Linked DNA regions of Salmo salar: region 1 is linked to region 2. The links are chromatin contacts, called in public Hi-C maps. All regions are on one chromosome and are shown on one strand. Each heading gives the region's core, a stretch centred on a gene start, on an enhancer-like site or on the middle of the called end of the contact. The rest is flanking DNA. Distances are from core to core; before and after follow the strand shown.

Region 1 (3,310 bases), core at 8-2,507, 57 kb before region 2:
GGATTAACAATTCCTCATGTCCAGTCTTCCTTACAGGGTGAGAGTGAGAGAGGCAGACAAAAAGTGAGAGACTAGAGAGAGACTGAAAGATTGAGTAGCTAGCACTAGCTCATTTATGACCCATAACCCAGCAGCCAACAGGGAGGGAGAGAGAGGCTGTGGTGGGACAATGACAAGCTTCCAACCCCCCCCCTCACAGCATCTGCCTGTCAGGCTGGATTAACAGGTCTGGTTGAGGGGTCAGAGGTCAGTGGAGGCAGACATGTCTACTAGTACCTACCCCCACCAGATGTGCTGCTCTTCACTGGATCTAGTGAATTCATTGAGCATTTATTTAATAGCATTTATTGAGAGTATGGTGTACTTTAGGAGTTCTAAGAATTACAGTTCTCATTTCCTCACCACATCCCCAGCAATCTGATACTGGGTTTCTTTCTCCTAGCCAGGGGGTGTGAGAAGACTTCCTTTACTGCTATTGGCTCAAACCGAGGAGTCTCCTTACACACACACAGCCCTTGTCCTTAATGATGGATGTGCAGTCAACGTCATGCAGTGGCTTCAGCAATATAACCTGTGTGTGTGTGTGTGTGTGTGTGTGTGTGTGTTCCCTTGTTATGGGTATAAGCAGAAGGTCTGTTTTTACCAAAGATAGATGAGGTGATGAGAACAGCAAGCACTGCCCCTTCACATCGCATACTAGTATTTTTAATTTGTCAGCCTATCTATCTGTTCATGGTTAGAGCCAATAGCAGTAAAGGAAGTGGTCCTTCTGTCACAGAAACTGTTGGCACGGAAACAGCACATTACACCATTATCCAATCCCCCTCCCAGTCCCCTAGCGTCATCCCTCCTCTCCCGTCCCTTCATCTCCCCTCCACACTCTCGCTCTCTCTATCATGCATGCTATTCTAGCCATGAATGAAACCTCAGCCAAGGCTACTGTTGACTTGTCATAGACCAGAGAAAGAGAATAAGCAGGGTTGTTATACATTGAATAACACACATAACCAGGCCTTTCTATTGCTGCTCTGTCCGTTTTTATTTCCATGTTTTACATTTTCCCTTCATATGGCAATGCAACAAACAGATTCTATTGTATTCTGTTTTTGTCACCACTCTGTGTTCTGTTTAGCTTGGTGCCATTTTTCCCCTCTGTTTCTCTCATGATTTAATCCTGTCCGTTTCCCCCTTCTCTTTATCTCTGCGGACTCCTCCCTTCTCTTTATCTCTGCTGACTCCTCCCTTCATTTCCCTCTCCCTCCGCTCTCTGACACACTCAAACACGCACACACGCCCTCCTCCCCCATCGCTGCAGTGTCTCAACTGCCTTGGAGCAAACAAGAGAGGAAATAGAACAGACAATAATAAGAGAGACGAGAAAGAGGGGGATAGAAAGAGAGAGACTATGCGTGGAAGAGAGAGTGTGTTATAGGAGAATGTTGGACTAAGGGTGGATTGCACACTGCTTATCTCTCCCATGCGAGTGTTTGTCTGCAGTATCCCTGGTGAACGGACCCTGGACGGTGAAACGGTAAGCCTGCCTGCTTTATTTTCTCACACTCTTTCGTTTTGTCATCACCACTAAGTTGGCCCTCTTTGTTTGGCTGGGGTGAGGAATTGCTGTGTAATTGGATTCAAGTGGAGGAACAGGATCTTTCATGAAGGTGATGTTCTGAGATGGCACCAAGGCTAGGCTGTTTCTCCAGTTCCCTCCTCTCTGTGTAGGTGGACTAGGAGAGCCAGTGTCTGAGTACATATCCTCCTTGATACAGCCTTCATAGATACAGTATATGGTTATGTTGGGGAATGGTAAATCGGGATGTGTGCGTGCTCTGTCCATCCCATCGATCATGAGCGAACGAGAAGGAGAGAGGTAAGAGAGGGAGAGAGGTAAGAGAGGGAGAGAAGTAAGAGAGGGAGAGAGGTAAGAGAGGTGGGAGAGGTAAGAGAGGTGGGAGAGGTAAGAGAGGTGGGAGAGGTAAGAGAGGGAGAGAATTAAGAGAGGTGGGAGAGAAGTAAGAGAGGGAGAGAGGTAAGAGAGAGAGAGAAGTAAGAGAGGGAGAGAGGTAAGAGAGGTGGGAGAGAAGTAGAGGGGGGAGAGAGGTGAGAGAGGTAAGAGAGGGAGAGAATTAAGAGAGGTGGGAGAGAGGTAAGAGAGAGAAGTAAGAGAGAAAGAGAGGTGGGAGAGAGGGAGAGAGGTAAGAGAGGTGGGAGAGGTGGGAGAGAGGAAGAGAGGTGGGAGAGAAGTAGAGAGGGAGAGAGGTAAGAGAGGTGGGAGAGAAGTAGAGGGGGGAGAGAGGTGAGAGAGGTAAGAGAGGGAGAGAATTAAGAGAGGTGGGAGAGAGGTAAGAGAGAGAAGTAAGAGAGAAAGAGAGGTGGGAGAGAGGTAAGAGAGGTGGGAGAGGTGGGAGAGAGGAAGAGAGGTGGGAGAGAAGTAGAGAGGTGGGAGAGAGGGAGAGAGGTAAGAGAGGGAGAGAAGTAAGAGAGGGAGAGAGGTAAGAGAGAGGTAAGAGAGGGAGAGAAGTAAGAGAGGTAAGAGAGGTGGGAGAGAGGTAAGAGAGGTGGGAGAAAGGTGGGAGAGAGGTAAGAGAGGGAGAGAATGAAGAGAGAGGTAAGATAGGGAGAGAAGTAAGAGAGAGAGAGAAGGGAGAGAGGTGGTAGAAAGGTGGGAGAGAGGGAGAGAAGTAAGAGAGGGAGAGAGGTAAGAGAGGTGGGAGAGAGGTAAGAGAGGTGGGAGAGGCAGAGAGATAAGAGAGTTGGGAGAGTGGTGAGAGGGAGAGAGGTAAGAGAGGTGGGAGAGAGGTAAGAGCGGTGGGAGAGAGGTGGGAGAGGCAGAGAGATAAGAGAGTTGGGAGAGTGGTGAGAGGGAGAGAGGTAAGAGAGCCAATAAAAGTACTGTCACGTAGGATCTGCTGATGACTGGCTTAGCGAGACAATGAATGTGACTGTGCGGTGGGAGGTGCACACACCCCATGGAGTGTTGCTCTGCAGGCAGGCACTGGGCTGGACAGATGAGCAGTGGCTTCACACTGGCATTTTAGCATCTGCCCTTGCAGCGCTCTGCCTGCCATCCCACATCAACAATAACATCAGCACATCGATCGAAAACCGTGTTGACCCAGGATGGGTGTGTGCGAGTGTGATTCTGAGAAAGTGACAGAGTGTGTGTTTCCTGCTCTCCAGTGGCCACAGCACTGAGGGTCATTTGTGACATTTTGTGTCTCTACAATCTCTCCTATCGCTAATGGAGCATTGCCATGACTCGTGGAGCGGGGGTTATTCGGCAACGCAGGGGTGTGTGTGTGTGTGT
Region 2 (3,315 bases), core at 612-3,111:
TTTACAACAACTATAAAAAATAATACAAAATAAAATGAATTATGCAAATCCTGGTTGTGCAGAGAATGTGTTTTTGGGTGGTGGTCATGGGTAGGGTGGGAGTATACAGGGAAATACATGCAGCTATGTTTCAGATCTGCATGAGAAAAGTTTCCACAAATATCATTCCAGACACTGTGGCTGATGAAGCACTTATGCCACTAATTCTAATCTCACACCACGCTCCCACTATTTCCCTCCATAAAGTATTTTCCAATTTGTGAGTTGGACATGCAGTTCCTAAATCATCTCTCTCTCTTCTCTCCTAAATAACCCTAAAAAGAGCCTGTTCTTTTCTGGGCCACCATGCTGCACTACCAGGGAGGGACACATAATTAACACACAATTAGAGTAGGCAATTCAATTACTGGTAAATTGATTTATGTAATGAGAATTGTGTTGCAGCAGAGACGTGACGGGGTGGCAGAGGTGATTAGGATGACCACACATTCCACTCTAATTAGAGCACAAACCCTGTATGACCTTTTCCTACTGCAAATGGTTACACAGGTCACTGTTTGGCCAGCCACGGAGCCTCCTGCTTATTTAGAATGTATAGCAGAATCTATGCATTATTGCTTCATTAAGTTAGCTTGCATGGAATGATCGACGTGACTGAGTAAAAACAAAGGACAGTGTCTGTCAGAGCCGTGCCGGATTACTCAATTTCAACCCTGACCTGCTGACCCTGTAGCTGGACCTGGTTTTAACCTTGTTGACATCTACGCCTCAGAGAGAGAGAGAGAGAGTGAGAGATCCACCAAGACTCATATTTTGTGAGTATGGTTATGGTGTAATAGTAACAGTAACAATGGGCATTTGTTTGAGTTGTAAAATGTAAATGAATTCCAGTGAAAAGAAAGCAAAGGCCTGCTAAAATCATACCTGGTGGCTGTCATGAGGAGTGATACCAACTGAGTAAGAGACTACAGAATACTTTTGAATTACTGGAAGGGAGGTGAATTTAAAGACATATGGAGAGCAAACAGACTTAAAACCGTCAATGTTTTCAATCATTCATCCATCATGGAAATATAATTTCAAAGCTTCAGTACAAAATATATCTTACATCACATGGCAGAGGCAATAACCACTGAGGTGCTGTGGACACAGTATGTTTTTTAATGTTGTTGGTGGGTGAAGTGGAAACTATGTGGAACAAAGCAAGCAGCAGCCATACATGGAAACAAGTTTTGCACTCACAAAATTGTTAGGAATTATAACATTGAGGGCCAGAGCAATGTTTCTGGAGCATGCTTTGTGTTTCCACCAGAAATGCTCTTAAGGCATCTACTGGTGTTGAAATGCATTGTGTGCTCACTTGTAAAGCAAATGGCTTTATCTCTATTTGCTTTGTATCTTCTTGCTGTAACTCAGTGGGATCACAACTCAATTTTTATAGATTTTTGTGCAATTTGCAGCATATGACAGACACCTCAAAAGACTCCAGTCGATTTTCTCAAGTGTATTAGTAATAGACGGTGACTGAAGATGCCCTTTGCCAACAGAGGTGTTGAACATACACAATATTTTGATAAAACAAACAATGACAGGCCCAAATTCCACACTGAAAGTCAGAGAGGACATGTGAATGTCTATTCAAACGTCATCATTCAGCACAACTGTAATATGATCCTGTGCTGAAGGGCTTAACTGTCATATTTGTCTGTTTTGTCTCTGTCACTGAAAGGCTCAAATGGCTTCGCAACAGGATCGGATGAATGTCAGGGAGGTGAGGGGTGCAATTAAGCCTCATACACTGTTTTACAGTCAATCACTATTGATCAGGGATGAAATGGAATTACACCTAGGGTGAGAAGGAGCTATTAACTCACATGCATTCGGGTTAGTGCCATTAAAAGGACATTAGTTGGCACACGGTGGCAGACAGTGATCCTGTTAAGACTTCCCTCTCAGGCACCAGGCCTGGGACCTATTTGACAGTTGGACAATCCTTTATAATTATAAGATAGGGGGATAATGTTTTATGTAGGTAGTATGTGGGGAAAAATCAAACCTGTTTTGCATGACACAGCAGTATGCATGGATGGCTCTGTATCTGGACCTATGCTGCCTCCCTGTGGGTGAGAGTGGAACTTGCAGCAGCAGTGACAGATTCACAGCATACTGAGAAAGAAGACACCTGTCTGAAAACAGAGGTGGGATATTATTTCATAAATATATCTAACATTGCCCACTCCCCACCAGCTAGATAATTGCCCACTTCAAACAGTGCTTAACCAGAGAGGCCTCTACATGTCTCCCCCTGAGACTTTTCCAGCTGATGAGAGACTCTCTGTAGCCAATCAATTCTTAATGAGAAAGAGGAATTAAGCCTCTAGAGCTATCGATCATTTCAATGATTGGTCTTATTCACTTCCATCACACAGACAGTATCATCTGCAGTAATTTGGAGGACCTTGGCAATCAGTTTCATTTTTCTCTGTATACTTTTGAGAGCTTGTGTGTTCAACCATACTAACTAGAGAAGAAAGAGTGGGACCACTGTTCTTACTAAAGAATACAAACTAAACACATACTTCAGTTTCATTACTGTAACTTTCCAGGATTTCTCATCATTGCATAGATGGAATAGACTGCAGCTGGTTGCACATAGCCCTATACCCCCTTCATAGAAGCTAGCTGCCTTTAGCGCCTACTGATGAAGGTATCTTCTTCCGGGGGGCCTTTTGTTAAGAGCCACTATGCTCGGTATGAATGTGAACACGGTTGCCCATTCATAGAAGCGAACTACCTTTACCACCTGTTGATGAAGGTATCTTCTTCCCGGAGGCCTTTTGTTAAGAGCCCCGACGCTGTTTCTAGAACCGTATAGCAATTGAGAATCGATTCACGTTAAGATGGAGTATTTGGCTGTTTTGGCTGCCAGAGCGAGTCTACCTCTGAAGAGAACATCGGTAGCCTCACCTGCACTCTTTAAAGGCCCAGTGCAGTCAAAAACGTAATTTTCAAGTGTTTCATATATATTTTCACACTATGAGGTTGGGATAATACTGTTAAATTGTGAAAATTATGATAAATGCCCTTTAAGTGTAAGAGCTGTTTTAAACAGCTTGTTTTGGTGGTACGAAGTTTTGACCTTCCATGGGGACACCACCATGTGGTAAATTAGTTTATAGACCAATAAGAAAGAGAGTTCCAAACCTCTCTGTCAATAACAGCTAACTTTCAGTTTCCCCATCCCCACTCAGACCACTCCCAGACAGTCCAAGCAAAAATCACAGTAAGGTGATCGCTCCGCCATTTCCTGTTTGC

Evidence for each region. Hi-C and Micro-C count contacts between places; a contact is called where the count stands out from the background.
Region 1: a Hi-C map of gill shows a contact between it and region 2, with 4 times the contacts expected there. The contact joins the promoter of LOC106563207 here to the enhancer-like site in region 2. A contact is called at or near these places in 2 of 3 Hi-C or Micro-C datasets (gill and muscle).

The regions. Positions count from the first base shown.
Region 1 is chrssa11:87,092,550-87,095,859 of Ssal_v3.1, reverse strand. LOC106563207 (guanine nucleotide-binding protein G(z) subunit alpha) reads left to right here and starts at 1,257. Exons shown (of 3, transcript XM_014128552.2): 1 at 1,257-1,531.
Region 2 is chrssa11:87,036,422-87,039,736 of Ssal_v3.1, reverse strand. It overlaps LOC106563207 (guanine nucleotide-binding protein G(z) subunit alpha), which reads left to right. Exons shown (of 3, transcript XM_014128552.2): 3 at 1-48. Among protein-coding and RNA genes, the nearest start is that of LOC106563208, 40 kb to the right of the region's middle. Within about 2 kb of position 1,861, at least 1 of the 13 cell types and tissues checked has an H3K27ac peak or open chromatin away from gene starts, as enhancers often do. A contact at or near this core is called in gill, where this site is marked.